Linked DNA regions of Mus musculus: all the other regions are linked to region 2. The links are chromatin contacts, called in public Hi-C and HiChIP or PLAC-seq maps. All regions are on one chromosome and are shown on one strand. Each heading gives the region's core, a stretch centred on a gene start, on an enhancer-like site or on the middle of the called end of the contact. The rest is flanking DNA. Distances are from core to core; before and after follow the strand shown. Region 1 has its middle 14 kb from the start of Gm11734. Region 2 holds the start of Syngr2 (synaptogyrin 2). Region 3 has its middle 37 kb from the start of Gm51932. Region 4 overlaps Septin9 (septin 9). Region 5 overlaps Septin9 (septin 9).

The links. A called contact is a pair of places that touch in the nucleus more often than the background predicts. HiChIP or PLAC-seq counts read pairs in DNA pulled down with a chosen protein or histone mark.
Region 1: a contact with region 2 is called in a FOXA1 HiChIP or PLAC-seq map of pancreatic cancer cells. The contact joins the enhancer-like site here to the promoter of Syngr2 in region 2. A contact is called at or near these places in 1 of 39 promoter capture datasets (hippocampal neurons), 3 of 484 Hi-C or Micro-C datasets (embryonic stem cells, muscle stem cells and myocytes), 2 of 115 datasets of contacts at active chromatin or transcription factors (embryonic stem cells and pancreatic cancer cells) and 1 of 9 other capture datasets (adipose tissue).
Region 3: a contact with region 2 is called in a Hi-C map of ganglionic eminence, with 4 times the contacts expected there. The contact joins the enhancer-like site here to the promoter of Syngr2 in region 2. A contact is called at or near these places in 22 of 39 promoter capture datasets (the 3T3-L1 cell line, 3T3-L1-derived adipocytes, the C10 cell line and 13 more), 4 of 15 datasets of contacts at CTCF or cohesin (the NIH/3T3 cell line, embryonic stem cells and large pre-B cells), 18 of 484 Hi-C or Micro-C datasets (the 3T3-L1 cell line, the C2C12 cell line, CD4 T cells and 12 more), 18 of 115 datasets of contacts at active chromatin or transcription factors (bone marrow-derived dendritic cells, craniofacial prominence, embryonic basal ganglia and 9 more) and 3 of 9 other capture datasets (adipose tissue, liver and pancreatic islet).
Region 4: an H3K4me3 HiChIP or PLAC-seq map of embryonic basal ganglia shows a contact between it and region 2, with 4 times the contacts expected there. The contact joins the enhancer-like site here to the promoter of Syngr2 in region 2. A contact is called at or near these places in 16 of 39 promoter capture datasets (the 3T3-L1 cell line, the C10 cell line, the HPC-7 cell line and 10 more), 1 of 15 datasets of contacts at CTCF or cohesin (the NIH/3T3 cell line), 2 of 484 Hi-C or Micro-C datasets (cranial neural crest and stem cell-derived motor neurons), 11 of 115 datasets of contacts at active chromatin or transcription factors (bone marrow-derived dendritic cells, craniofacial prominence, embryonic basal ganglia and 8 more) and 2 of 9 other capture datasets (adipose tissue and pancreatic islet).
Region 5: an H3K4me3 HiChIP or PLAC-seq map of neural tube shows a contact between it and region 2, with 4 times the contacts expected there. The contact joins the enhancer-like site here to the promoter of Syngr2 in region 2. A contact is called at or near these places in 1 of 484 Hi-C or Micro-C datasets (CD4 T cells), 8 of 115 datasets of contacts at active chromatin or transcription factors (double positive thymocytes, embryonic basal ganglia, embryonic forebrain and 4 more) and 4 of 9 other capture datasets (adipose tissue, embryonic stem cells, liver and 1 more).

The regions. Positions count from the first base shown.
Region 1 is chr11:117,535,455-117,538,154 of GRCm38.p6, reverse strand. No RefSeq gene overlaps it. Among named protein-coding and RNA genes, the nearest start is that of Gm11734, 14 kb to the right of the region's middle. Within about 2 kb of position 1,339, at least 109 of the 459 cell types and tissues checked have an H3K27ac peak or open chromatin away from gene starts, as enhancers often do. A contact at or near this core is called in adipose tissue, hippocampal neurons, muscle stem cells and 2 more, where this site is marked.
Region 2 is chr11:117,808,256-117,810,955 of GRCm38.p6, reverse strand. It overlaps Syngr2 (synaptogyrin 2), which reads right to left and starts at 1,289. Exons shown (of 4, transcript NM_009304.2): 1 at 1,153-1,289. The coding sequence starts at 1,251.
Region 3 is chr11:117,370,939-117,373,638 of GRCm38.p6, reverse strand. No RefSeq gene overlaps it. Among named protein-coding and RNA genes, the nearest start is that of Gm51932, 37 kb to the right of the region's middle. Within about 2 kb of position 1,263, at least 12 of the 459 cell types and tissues checked have an H3K27ac peak or open chromatin away from gene starts, as enhancers often do. A contact at or near this core is called in ganglionic eminence, where this site is marked.
Region 4 is chr11:117,343,648-117,346,347 of GRCm38.p6, reverse strand. The region is part of intron 2 of Septin9 (septin 9); the gene reads right to left. Among named protein-coding and RNA genes, the nearest start is that of Gm51932, 9.4 kb to the right of the region's middle. RefSeq lists an enhancer at 1-2,700. Within about 2 kb of position 1,272, at least 83 of the 459 cell types and tissues checked have an H3K27ac peak or open chromatin away from gene starts, as enhancers often do. A contact at or near this core is called in craniofacial prominence, embryonic basal ganglia, embryonic forebrain and 5 more, where this site is marked.
Region 5 is chr11:117,318,815-117,321,514 of GRCm38.p6, reverse strand. The region is part of intron 2 of Septin9 (septin 9); the gene reads right to left. Among named protein-coding and RNA genes, the nearest start is that of Gm34065, 6.8 kb to the left of the region's middle. Within about 2 kb of position 1,319, at least 196 of the 459 cell types and tissues checked have an H3K27ac peak or open chromatin away from gene starts, as enhancers often do. A contact at or near this core is called in adipose tissue, double positive thymocytes, embryonic stem cells and 2 more, where this site is marked.

The DNA.
Region 1 (2,700 bases), core at 90-2,589, 270 kb after region 2:
GCTCAGCTGCTGTGTCTCACATTCCCACCTGCAGCACTCTCTTGAATCCTCTTCCCTCGCCCATACCAGTCCTTGTCAGCCTCGGTTCTGGCTCAGAAGGCTGTGGCAAGAGTGGCCCTTTCAAAGTTGATCTTTAACCCTTTACCTTTTATTAGTTGTATTTCTGTTTGGAAACAAGGTCTCCTTCAGCCCAGGCTAGCCTCATCACGTAGCTGAGGATGGCCTTGAACTTCCGATTCTCCTACCTTACCTCTAGGATTATAGATATGCACCACCACGGGCATCGAGACTTTTGCCTAGGTTTTGATCCAGGGTGCTGCCAAGAGGATGCTGCCAGTCATGCGGCACTGGACAGAGACAGGAAAAAGGGGTGGCTAGCAGAAGGACCTGTGTGTGTGTGTGTGTGTGTGTGTGTGTATATCCCCTCTATCCTTTGAATGAAGAGCTCTGGGGGAGCTCTCAGGGGCAGGATTGCTTGACAGAGACACAGGAGACAACATTGAAACGGTGATTTAGGCAGTCTTTGGGCATAGGGGATGCATTGGCGCTCCAAGCCCCATCTACTGTCAGCCACAGGCCTTTGCAGAGAATCCTGATTGAGCTTAGCTATGCAAAATGCATTTTTTTCTGAGGCCAAGTTGCAGACAAGCCGGCATCTCCTTCGGGTGTCCCCGTTTGGATGGGGGAGCAGGGAGGATTTTGTGGGCACAGCAATGCTGGTCTGGAAGCGGGAAATAGCTTTAGATTATCTACAAAGTGCTTCTTCCACCGTGGATAATGGAGAGGTAGCCACGCTTATTTAGAGCTACCCTCTTAGGGACAATCACTGGAAGGGGAGGGGTGGGGAGAAGGGTAGGGATGGAAATGGTGTATTACTGAGCCAGACTCAGACCGAGGAGGGGCTCAGTGGGGTCCTTAGCAGCTCCTTCTAGACATGGAGGCTGGAAGGGATCACCCCATCAGCATCAGACTCCACCCCATCAGCATCAGACTCCACCCCATCAGCATCAGACTCCACCCCATCAGCATCAGACTCCACCCCATCAGCATCAGACTCCACCTCTTTTGGTCTGCAGGAAGCCCCAGGACTCAGATCACTATTGGCCAAGACAGCATTAGCCCAAGGGCAGCCAACAATGCTTCTCTTTCTACCCCACTTTCAGCCTCATCCTTGTGAGGTGGATGAACTAGATATCCGTCATCCTCCTCCACAGACCCCAGGGCCCACCTCTGATCCAGGGTCCTGGATCAGAACTGGTTGGCCGTGCTCTCTCAGACTCTCTCAGGAAAAGTGTTCAGGGCAGGGATTGTGCTGGAGACTAGGAAACTGCTGGAAGGGCAAGGCAGAGTGCAGAGCTGGTCAGAGCTGGTGGGGATGAATCATGCTGGCTACAGGCACAAGTGCATGGAAAGTACCTGGAATTGTGCCTGCTTATGATGCTCCATCCCAGAGGCTCCTCCTCCTCCTCCTCCCCTCTTCCCCTTCCTCCCTCCCTGTCCCCTCCCCCTCCCCTCTCCGCTCCTTCCCCCTTTCCCTCTCCCTGGTCCCTCCCCTTCCTCTCCCCTCTCTTTGTCCCCTCTCCCTCCTTCTTTCCCTCTCCTTGCCCCCTCCTCTTCCCCTCCCCTCCCCCTTCCTTCCCCCTTCCTTCCCCTGGCCCTCTTCCTCCCCACTTCCTTCTTTATGATGCAGGGTCTCTAACCTAAAATTTACTCTGTAACCAAAGAGGACTTAGAACTTCTGATCCTTCTATTTGCCCCTCCTGGGTTCTGGGATTATAGGGATGAGCTACCAGGATGCTGGGGATTGAGCCCAGGGTCTCACACATAGTAGGCCAGCACTCTGGCTCCCCTGGCTCACTCAGGACAGGTTGTGGTTATTGAGAGCTAAGACCCTCTGGGTCTTCTGGGATGTCCAAGGCCACACACGAGGCCCTGGTGTCTCCAGGTTGGGGGCAGTCTTCTCTCGCTGGTCTGCACACTGGGGTTGAATCAGTCTTCCCTCCTTCCCCAAGCTGCTCAGAAGCCCTCTTCACAGCTGCCACCCACTTCATCATAGACACCCATCAATGAGCCAGCCAAGCCCATAAATTATTGTACAAACCACTCCAAACAATAACCACAATTTTACTTACTGAGCCATTAAATATACGTACTTAAATTAGACTTAACCAGACATCACGTGGGGACGTCTTGGGGCCAGGCAAACAATGAGTCTTGGGGGGAACGTGTCACCTTGTGTTTGCCCACCTCTCCCGTGAAATTAATGAGGTGCTTCAATTTAATCATTATTACCACTCTGGCTTTATTTAGCCAGTTAGCTGGGGTTGACCTGCCGTCTCAGTCAGCAGTGGCTTCCCTTTGCTGCCCTGGGCTGTCCTGACAGCCAGCTAGAGGTCAGTGGGAACTTGGATACTGAAGGGCTGCCCTGGTCCAGAGATGTGTTAATCTCATTGACAGAAGCTCTGTCTCCAGGATCCACAGAGACCCAGCTGTGGCTATTGAAGCTACCACGTGGAGGACAGAGTGCTGGCTCTTCCCAGATCCCCATGTCTGATGTGTCAATGAGCACATCTCACACACTCTTTCAGTGTCCTCCTAGTTCAGGCTGCCAACTGTCCCTTTGGTGTTAGCCATTTTACACCCTGTCTCTCTGTCTGCCAGATCAATTTGTAGAGAAGTTAAGTGTGGCTCATTCCCTAT
Region 2 (2,700 bases), core at 40-2,539:
GGCCCCTCCCCTCCAGAGAACTACTAGTCTCCACCCCCACAACGGTTCCCCTCAGAGCAAGGTTCTTGGGGTGGTCAGATCCACAGCCAGACTCAGATCCCGCAGGAGCCAGGACAGAGGTGGGAAAGTCACCAGCAGAGACTGGCCAAAGTTTGGAAAGCAGCTCCTTTGGAATCGTCCTAGTCATTTCGCTTCCTCCCCACACCCTAAGGCCACCGCCAAGCCCACGTCAAGGCGGCAGATGCAACTGAGTCTGTGGGCACCTGGCTGCCTCCAGACTTGCAGGACCAGAGCGATCCTGCGGGGACGCTCTCAATAGGATTGTGGAACTGGCAGTCACAAGCCCCGCCCCCAGCTGTGGATGAAGCCGGAACTCCAGGACTGGGCGCGGAGTATGGGTCAGGGCTCCTGGCACTGCCATCCTGACTGACAGGGTACAACCCAGGACGGAGTCACTAGATTCCACCGCTAGGCTGGGAGATTCCGGGGAGCCAGGGCACCTCCAAGGCTCCAGGCCCAGACCCCCTGGGCGCAGTGGGGCCACCCTCAATCTGGCAGCTAAAGTCTCAGTTTTCAGTGTTTTCATCCCAAGGTATGGAAAGCTGCCCCCGCACGCCTGGTACAAGGGGGCTCGCCCCGCTTCTGGGAAGGGAGTGCATTTGGTGGGAAAGCAGACCTGTTGCTAGCCTCTGAGAGGGAAGGAAACTCTCCTTCAGAGTGCCAGGCCAATCCCCCTCCTCGCACCCCACGTGGCTGCAGAAAGTCCCTTCCAGGTGAATTCCCTAGGCTGGGAGCCGCGGCGTGCCGGCCACCTGCTGTGCCGTGCCCCTCTCCGGTCCCTCCCAATGCCAACAAGGCGACAGGCCTGCCTCCCCGGAGAACTTCGGGGACGTCCCGCACCAGAGCGGCCTGGACCAGTGGTCCAGGGTGCGGCGGGGCCCGGCCCGGAGTTGGGGAGACAAGGTCCGGAGTGGAACAGGCGACAAAACCCACGGGCTGGAGGGGACAGAGACGCGGAGGGGCACGGGGCCCCGCGCTCTCCGAAAGGCCCAGGACGCGCAGCCGCCGCCACCTGTCGCGCTCTGCGGCCCGCGGCCCCACGGGCCCTGGTAGCCAGGACGCCCGGCTCCGGGTCCTCGCTGGTGGACTCACCATGCTCACGAGGCGCGTCACCACCTGAGGCTGAGACAGGAAGCGCCGCAGGTCGAAGGAGCCGCCCGCGTTGGCCGCGCCATAGGCCCCGCTCTCCATGTCGCTTTCGCCACCGAGCCGCGGATGGCCGGGAACTAGCCGGATTGCCCCGCCCCGCCCACGGGGGCGGGTCCGGCCGCCGACAGGGCGGGGCCAACCGCCGGGAAGTAGCCCCTCCAAACTCGTGGAAGTTGGCAGCAAAACTTGGAGCTCGCAGGAGGCGCCAGGGTGCGGAAGGGGGAGGAAAAGCTCACCCCTGGGAAATATGTCCTACTGAGTTCATCCAGAAAGGATCAAAGAGTCCCCAAGAAGAGACATCCTAGGCGGCTCCCACTTTACTCTTACTTACACAGTGCCCTGGTGAAGGTCCTCTCCCATAAGCCCTCCAGACACCCAAATCCCACCAATCCAGAATCCAGGCTCGTAAATACCTGGATGTCACTTCACCATTCTGCTCCAGACCAAAGGACTGGGGCATAAGCTCTTGCCTAGCACATCAGAGGCCCCCAGTTCCAACCTCTGGACTACTGTAGTAATTAATAACTATGGCCCCCACAGTTCTGGCTACTCTTTGCTCTGGAGCTAAGCCTGAAAGCCAAAGGGCTCTGAAGGGCAGATTTCTAGACATCGTGATCACATGCTGCAAAGTACCTGGTGGCTGTTGTCTCAGGAAGAGAAAGAGGGCAGGAGAATAAGGAGTTCAAGACAACCCTGAGCTATCTGAGATCTAGTCTCAAGTACACACATACTGAGGATTGTAATTTTAAAAATTAAAACAAATGAGATCACTAGGTCATAGACTCCAGCTCCCCCTGTCCCCCAATAACATTTAGAAAGGGAACCTGATGCTTAATCGGAAGGGGTCGTGTGTCAACCCAGGGCTTCACCTTGGCCGCCAAGAGGCCTCCAGATATCCTTCTGTTGACAACACAAATTTGTTCCCAAGGAGACCATGGCTGTTGAGGGGTGTAGAGGGCTGAGAAGTGACACAGAATGGAGTCATGACAAGATGGCTTTACCACAGTCACTTCAATGGATAATGAATAATGAGACAGACTCACCTCAGTAATGAGGGGGGCTGGACAATAAGGAAACTGAGGCAGAAGCCTGCCCCACCAGAAGGGTCACCACTCGGGAGAAGACAGGAGTAGGCACAAGAGAGACTGGGCCTTCTAACAGTCTATCTGCGTCTATTTGCACCCTCCCCACACTAACAGAGCCTGTGACAAGCCGCTGGTAGGTGAGCCCAGGGCTACCTCCTAAAATCTGTTCATACACGCCATGAGTGTTTGATGAAGGAGAACTGGCTGTCAGGACTTTCCTACAAAGCCTCCCTTTCTCTCTCTCTCTCTCTCTCTCTCTCTTTCTCTCTCTCTCTCTCTCTCTCTCTCTCTCTCTCTCTCTCTCTCTCTCTCTCTCTTTCCTACACAGAGAAACTCTATCTCAAAAAACCAAAACCAAAACCAACCTTTTGCCATTACATCATTACATGTAATTGGTTTGTGCCTG
Region 3 (2,700 bases), core at 14-2,513, 440 kb after region 2:
AGGAGGGCTGAGGCGCCATTTTCTCTCCATCCAGCACAGGACTCGGAAGCTATTCTGCTCTCTCTGAAATGGCTGTGCTGAGAGCCAGCCCTGGGAGCCGGCAGAGGGCCCTGCGGATCTCCCGCACGCCTTCTGTCCACAGCTAGAGCCTCGCTCGACCTCGAGTGGAGAGTCCTCATCTGCCGAAGGCAGATTGTTCTCCTTCAAGATATTTTGCAGAAGCCACTCGAAACCCTCCTCTCCAGCTCCCCGGGGGAGGAGACGCTGCCAGTGGAACATCTGCTGAACAAAAATGGCGGTTAGAGGAGAACCGGGAGAGAGAGCCTGGAAACGAGAGAAGCTTCACGGGGATGCCCGGGCTGCTCCTAAGGGGCCTTGGACGCCGCCACATTTCAGACCAGGAGGCACGTGCACACCTCTTTGAGGATGCTTTCAACGTACTGGCTGCTTTCAGCAAATGATCACCGCACACACATGCAGGAACACACACACACACACACACACACACACACACACACACACACACCAATTCTGGTTCAGAGGCATGGAAGACTACATCGTTTAAGATTAAAGACATGCATTTCGCTTCAGTCATAAAGGCTGGTTGCATGGGAAATCCAAGGCATGCTGAGGTTGGTTACATTGCTTGCTCTCTCTCTCTCTCTCTCTCTCTCGGGGGGGGGGACTTTTCGAGACAGAGTTTCTCTGTATAGCCCTGGCTGTCCTGGAACTCACTTTGTAGACCAGGTTGGCCTCGAACTCAGAAATCCACCTGCCTCTGCCTCCCGAGTGCTGGGATTAAAGGCTAGCGCCACCACACCCAGCTACATTGCTCTCTTAAAGGCCGGTTAAACTTAAACTGGCCAAGCACACAGTAGGATAGCCGATTAAGCGCATAGTAGGACAGCCGGTTAAGTGCATGGTCTTACATGATCCCAAAGTGTATTATCAGCTTGGTGGCAGAGACTGGCAAAGGTTCAGGCTCTGAGGGTGAGAGATCTTCTCCCAAAACGATATGACTACAGTAGCCCAGGCTGACCTCCAACTCGTGAGTCCCCTCCCTTAGCGTCCCAGGACTGGATTCCAGGCCCCACCAGCCTAGTTTTCCTTTGCTCTGTTTGATCTGAGTATGAGTTGGAATTGAGACTCAGCTCCGAGGTCTGTGTTTGCTTATTAGGGGTTCTTTCATCCACATCTAAAAAGTGCCCCGCGGGTTGGATTGTTTGTTTTATGTGTTGGTGACTGGGCCACAAGATTCCCAGATATCCAGCTGAGCTTGCTTACCCTGGTGTTTCTGTGAGGCTGCCTTAGGACGGGTGCAGCAGACTGCCCTCTCTAACACAGGCAGGCTTAGGACGGGTGCAGCAGACTGCCCTCTCTAACACAGCCAGGCTTTGCCCTAGCAGCTGAAGGTCTGCATAGAACAAAAGAAAAACCTCCCACAAAGAAGAACAGATTTCAAGCAAGGCATCTGGCCTGGTAAGCAGAGGCAAGTGGATCCCTCATTCCAGGTCAGGGAGATGTCTCAGGGACCAAAAACACTTGATCCAGCATGGTCAGTAGTCACATAAGCAATGGCCCAAGCTTCTGACCTTCAGGCCAAACTCCTCCTCAGTTACCTAGCAACAGTGAAGACCATAAAAAGGGCTGTTAGGCCCCCACCTCACTCTCTTACTCCTTTGTTCCCTTACCTCTCACTTCTCTCTCCTCTTCCCTTTCTCTTTGTCTTCTCCTCTCTCTCTTTCTCTCTTTCTCTCTCTCTCTTTCTCTCTAGCCTTTCTCTCTCTCTCTCTATCTTCTCTCTTTCCCCTGAATTTCTATAATAAAGCTTTTAAACTATTGAGAGTCTCTGTTCCATCTAGATCCGCTGTGCACTCTCTTGCCAGTGTTGGGAACTCCTTCCCTATTCCCTCTCTCCTACAGCCCTGGGGCTTTAGCAAGGTAGCTTGGGATCCCCAGTCAGGAGCTGCCCCTTTTCCACCCCCTGCTGCGTGGGTCAGGCATGCTCACCCGGGACCGAATGGAAAAGTGTCCAGCAGCTCTGCCTGTGTCTGCCTGCCCAGAGCACAGGAACTCTGGCCGGATGTTAGACCCCTTTTCCTCCCCCACTTCTCCCCCCGCCCCACTGGCCCCCACCCCCTGTTTTTTGTTTCCAACAATGACCAAAGGCAATTTAAGGAGGTCTCAAACTTGGTTTATGATTCCAGAGGACAGACCATCTGCAACTTGCATGTGCTGGGGCTACAGGCATGTGCTGGGGCTGCAGGCATGTGCTGGGGCTACAGGCATGTGCCGGGGCTGCAGGCATGTGCCGGGGCTGCAGGCATGTGCTGGGGCTGCAGGCATGTGTTGTCACACTCACGGAACACTGGGAACCAAGTCAAGACTCTCAGGCACGGACTCTACCAACTGAGCCACATCCTCGACCCAAAGCTGTTTCAAATACAGTTTCTAAAAACTGGGTGCCCTCTGTAGGGCTCCTCCTCAGGCTTTGTCCCTCTTCCTCCTCCGCACCAGACTCCCATTCCCTCCTCTTACAGCTCATTCTGACAGGGTGGTTCCCTTGGCTGCCATGGTCCCGGGTGCCAGCTCGGTTGGGACCTGTGACGTCCTAGACAGCCAGCCATCCTTTTCTCACTAGACTGAAGGCCTCTGGAGAGAGAGGTCCAGCCCGTCCTTGATGGCTCTGATTCCCAACGG
Region 4 (2,700 bases), core at 23-2,522, 460 kb after region 2:
TCCAGAAGCTGAACTGACAGACCTTCAGTGAGAGACCCTGTCACACAAAAAAAGGTGATTGACGAAGGTCAGCATATTCCTCTGGTTTCCACCTGCTTGTACATCTGCGCACACACACGTATGGACACACACACACACACACACACACACACACACACCACACAGATGATCTAGATCAGCAGCTTCTGTGGCTGGAGAGATGGACAAATGCAGGAGGGATACAGAGTCAAGGAGCATGGGACATAAGTCTGAGGAGCCCACGTTAGAGGGGTCAAGGCTCTAGCAGCTGACTCCCTGGGCGGCTCGACCCAGGTTGTCAGCACATGGGTGGGCAGAGATGTGGAAGGCTGCTTTCTGGGGAGCTGGGACTTCCCCCATCTTCTTCACCCTGCCTTCACAGTGCCCTGGCCCCTGCTGACTCACCGGAGGACCCTGCGCTCCCCATAAATGTCACAAGAGGCTCCCTGTCCTGTTCCAAAGATGGAAACTGCATATAAATGATCAAATCTTGCAAATTCATGTGCCCGGTTTCAAAAGCCGAACTTTTTAAAAGTGCACATGGCTCATCTAATTTGATAAGTAAGTCAAATCGAATTACACTTCACACTTTGTTTGGGGCAGGAAGTGTCTCCTTGGAGTCTGGTTAAAAGCATGGATGCCAGAAATCTGAGACTCCTCCTGCACCGCCCCCGGACCCCCACTTGGAAACCCAACACAAAGGCTTGGCCTTGGCTTTGGCCTCAGTAGAGAGGGATTTGCAAAGGGAGCGCTTCCCACCTCTCCCAGCTGGAGTGCCTTCCCCAGTCCAAGTTCCAAGAGGGGACTTAACACTGCCCTGATGTGGTTTCCGCAAGCTGCTCTCTGCTGGGAGATGCTTGTGACCTTGCGTCCGATAAGGGCCTGGGACGGACAGAGAAGTTTGAGACTTCATCCCATCCACTCCTCCTTTCCTTCGATGAGGGCAGGGTGGGGAGGTGTGCAGAGGCAGGGGCCCTAGGCATCCCAAAGAAGGGAGTAGGGTCCCTGCTTTGGCTGTTTGCCAAGCTTCCCTCACCCAACCTCCCCTCTATTGTAGGGAGGACTCTCAAGGAGCCCTGTACTTCTGCCAACGTGGTTTCAATTGGCCCCAATCCACAGAGGCAAACTTGGACCAAGTCCAGGGGCGCCCCACCCCCCTCGAGGAGACCCCTTCTGTTCTTCATTTACAGCTAGCAGTTTCTCACTAGGCTGGGCCTATTGAGACATCAACCTTTGCTCAGGGCAGGCTGCAACCTGCAAGCCCTTCTCATTCATTTCCTCAAAAGCCACAGCAGATTTCCAACAGCACACTAAGGCCTCTGCAGAGCCCTCCAAAGTTCTGGGTCAGGGATTTAAATACGGTTCCGGTTCCGGGGTCCACTGACCACCCTGCTTGGGCCCATCCTTGGGGTCATCTATTACATAGCAGCATCGGGGAAGGCAGCCCTGACTCTGCCCACCCCCAGGAATCTCCAACAGCAACAGCTGCACCTGAAGATCCAGCCCTACCCAGGACGCCACTGGCATGTCCTACTGCAGCAGGGGCCATCGAGGCTGCTGGGCCACAGATTCCCTTTGCTCTTGACAAATGTCTATGGAGAAAGAAGGGGGTGGGAGAGAGGCCACTCCATCACCCCACTGTGGACACTGGCCATTTATTACAAGAATTTCCTCTTATCAGGGATGTCCCCTAAGGGGGGGGAGGCGACAGAGCTGCTTCCCAATCCCTTGACCCCTGTCCTATCAGCTGCTGTCAGCTGCTGACATACACCAGAGCTTGGGGTGGGTGAAACATGGTCAAAGGTTCCCCCAACTTATGAAATCATTTGAAATAACAAAAAGTAGACACCCCGCCCTACCCCTCTACCCTCCTACCCCCTGCCGCCAGAAATCCCGTGGACAAAGGCCTGACCCCAGAGATACAGATCTTTTCTGCCTAGGTCAGCTGATACTGCCAAAGGCTTCCGGGTGCCCCATTCACTTTGTTGTGGTGGGGGTGGGGGTCAGGGCATGACATGGGACAGGACGAGACTGAAGGCAGGGTCTTAAGGGCCAGGTAGAGAGAAGCTGGTCCTGGCTGGTGCAAGAGGGCGTGACCACAGGACCTTAAGGAAGAAGAAACCTGTGACTGTATTATGGAGTCCAACAAGGACAGGCAGAAGAACTGAGATGAGCCACTCACTCTTGCAGCTACAGATCCCTGTCCTGGGGAGATCCTGAAACCCAAGAATTCTAGCCATCCACCAGGGAACACGAATCCCTCGGCACCAGTGTATGTTGAAAGATCCTCACACCATGACCTAGTTCTCTAAGGAGAAGCAACCAACCAAGTAGAGCAAATGCCTCAGGGCAGCCTATGACGCACTGTTGAAATGAATGACCAAGCAGTGTCATGTAATGCTGCCTGAACAGAGAGTAAGGATGGGTGGGCAGGCAGACTGACAAATGGACAACGGATGGATGGATAGGTGGATAGACAGATGGGTGGTTGGATGGATGGATGGATGGATGGGTGGATGGACGAATGGGTAGATGGACAGACACGGGTAGATGGACGGATAGATGGATGAATAGATGGATGGATGGGACAGACAGACGGACAGGTGGGTAGATGGATGGTCAGACAGGTGAATGGATGGACAGACAAGTGGGTAGATGGATGAACGGATGGAGAGGTGACAG
Region 5 (2,700 bases), core at 70-2,569, 490 kb after region 2:
CTGCTCCCAATGTGACCTCTGACCTGGGGCGTGGCCATGGCCAATGCTTGCTTTCTCAGGCGCCTGGCTGCCCCACAGGCAAGATGTGTCAGTCCACAGGTGTGCAGGAGAATATTCCTGGGGGACAGTGAGGCTCTCTGGTAAGTGAGGTGGCTCAGTAGGTATGGTGCTTGCTACAGCAGCCTGCTGACCTGAGTTCAATCCCTGGAACCTACATAAAGGTGGAGAGAGAAATGACTCTACAAAATTGTCCTCTGGGCTTGGGGACAAAAATTAAAAAAGAAAAAATGTCCTCTGACCTCCATGTGTGCATCATGATGTACACAGACACACAAATAATAATAATAATAATAATAATAAATCAATAAAGTATTTTAAAAGGAGTCCTCCATGCTAGAGATGGCACAGCCCAGCACCAGCCACTCGAGCTGAGGACCCAAGTTTAGTTCCCAGCACCCCTGTGGTGGCTCACAGTTCCAGGAGGGGTCTGATGCCCTCTCTTGGCCCCTGTGGGCATTAGGTATGCACGTGGTGTCCAATACACATGAAATTTTAAACAAAATATATCTTTTTGGAAAAAAAAACTCACAAACATTCTCCACTCTGGATGTGTGAGTCATTCCAGGCTTTCCTGGGGTGGTACCTGGCCTGCTAGTAGTGTGACTGCTGACCTATGGAGGTCCCTCATTAGAACCATTGTGAAGCCCCACCCCTCACAGGCAGGGAGGCCTTGGGTCCCATCTGAGAGGGAGAACAGTCAGTTTCGTGCATGCGTGCAAGCCAGCCCCTCCCAGCCTGCTCACTCACCCCCACAGAGGTCTGGGTGGGGCAGTGCTGTGCTCTGCCCCAGGCTCAGGGCTACTACAGAGGTCTCACTTCTCTCTGCCTCTGGCGCTCCAACCACTTCTGCATCAGGCCTTGCTGGGGCTTGGTGACTGAGGTGTGGCCAAGGAGCTCTGAATTACAACAGGAACCATTTGTATGAGTGAGGCACCAAGGCTAAGCTGTGTGACCTCTGGAAAGCTACTTTGCCACTCTGGTCCTATTCCTACAGGTGGTTTTACACGACCTATGTGTGCCTGAGCCTCATCTACGGTGCTTTAGCCCTGTAGCCTATCTTCAATCAGCACAGACAATCAGCTTCTAGGCCCTCCACCCCCACTTCCTCCGGCCTCATAACACTCGGGCTTTCTCTTTCTCCTCACAGTGCCTTGCTGTGTAACTCTGGCCAGCCTGGGACCGGGCTATGTCATCCAGGCCTCCCAAGTGCTCAAACAGCAGGTGTAGTCATGTCACGCAGCCGGGACACTCTTCAGCTCTGCCCCACACAGTGGGCCCCGCCTTCTGCACTTAGCCCCAGTGCTGCTTTCAGTTACTCCCAAGGCAGAGGAACTGATGCTCACCGCCCTCTGTCCTCCGTCCTCCGCCCGGCCTCCACCCAAGAGGCCACTATAGCTCAACAGGCTGTAGGTGGCAGGGGCCAAAGAGGCCAGGCCACACCCCTTCAGGGAAGAGACTCCATCAGTGGAGACAGCTGCTCTAAGCGCAGGAAAAGGAAAGGGGTGGGGGAACTTGGGGGTGGGGGAAACGACCTTCCCCTCCCCCATTCTAGACCTCTACTCCAGGAGGTCCCACCCCCACCCCACCTCAGGGGATTCAGTCTTCTGCCAAACCCAGTAATGAATCCCACATTGCTGGGTCCCCCTCCGCCCTCTGACTGAGCTCTGAACAGCTGGCCCACAGAAGGTACTGAAGCTGAGAGTGGAGAGGAGCCTGCAGAGTCCCACATCCCACCCACCCCTTCCTCTGCAGATAAGGCCCCTCTGTTCCGGCTCTGGCCTGGGAAAGCTCTGTGTATGAGTGTCTCTCTCTCTCTCTCTCTCTCTCTCTCTCTCTCTCTCTCTGTGTGTGTGTGTGTGTGTGTGTGTGTGTGTGTGTGTGTTCGTTAACCCTTTCGTGCAAGGCACATCCTCAAGGCTTCCTGTCCCCAGCAAAGGTGCACGCCACCACAGCAGAGAAAGCTAGGAAACCAATCATCAATAACACACCTCCCACACCACTAAGCCAGTGACAGAGCTTAGGGAAGAGGCCCAAATTTAAACTATCAGTTTGCCTTAGCCAACAGCCGTGAGACCTCTCTGTGCCTTCATCCCTTCTCTGTGAAACACTAATAATGGCAAAGACCCAATAGGACAGGGCCGATGGATTCAAGGAGGTGCTTACTGTAGGTAAAGGGCCCTTAAACACATTGGGACCACAAAGCTCTAATGCCTATCAGCCACATGAATCCGACAGACCTCAGCTCAGCTCAGCAGCTCAGAAGAGCTGGCTCGGTTGGTGCCCGGAACTGTCTGGCAGCCAAAGGTAAGGTCCCCGCTTCCTCTGAGCTCTGCCTGTTCTAGAAGCAGCCACAGCTGGAGTCTAGTCTTAGTTCCAAGAGGTGACCTTTCTGAGTCAGAGACCACAGGGACCCCTGGGGCTACCAGTGTCCGGATATGAGGATATAGCACCATGACTCTCTGACCTCCTCAAACCCACGCTTCTCTCCCCTGCTTCAGTTCTAGTCATGGTGCCCAGGGCATTCTGGGACCTGAGCCTTGGCCCTGTACTGTACACAGCTGCCCTCGAATTTCTGCCTCCAGTGGCCACGTGGCTCGGCCTACCAATGAGGGGAGAGTGCAGCCCAACAGGAATTGACTG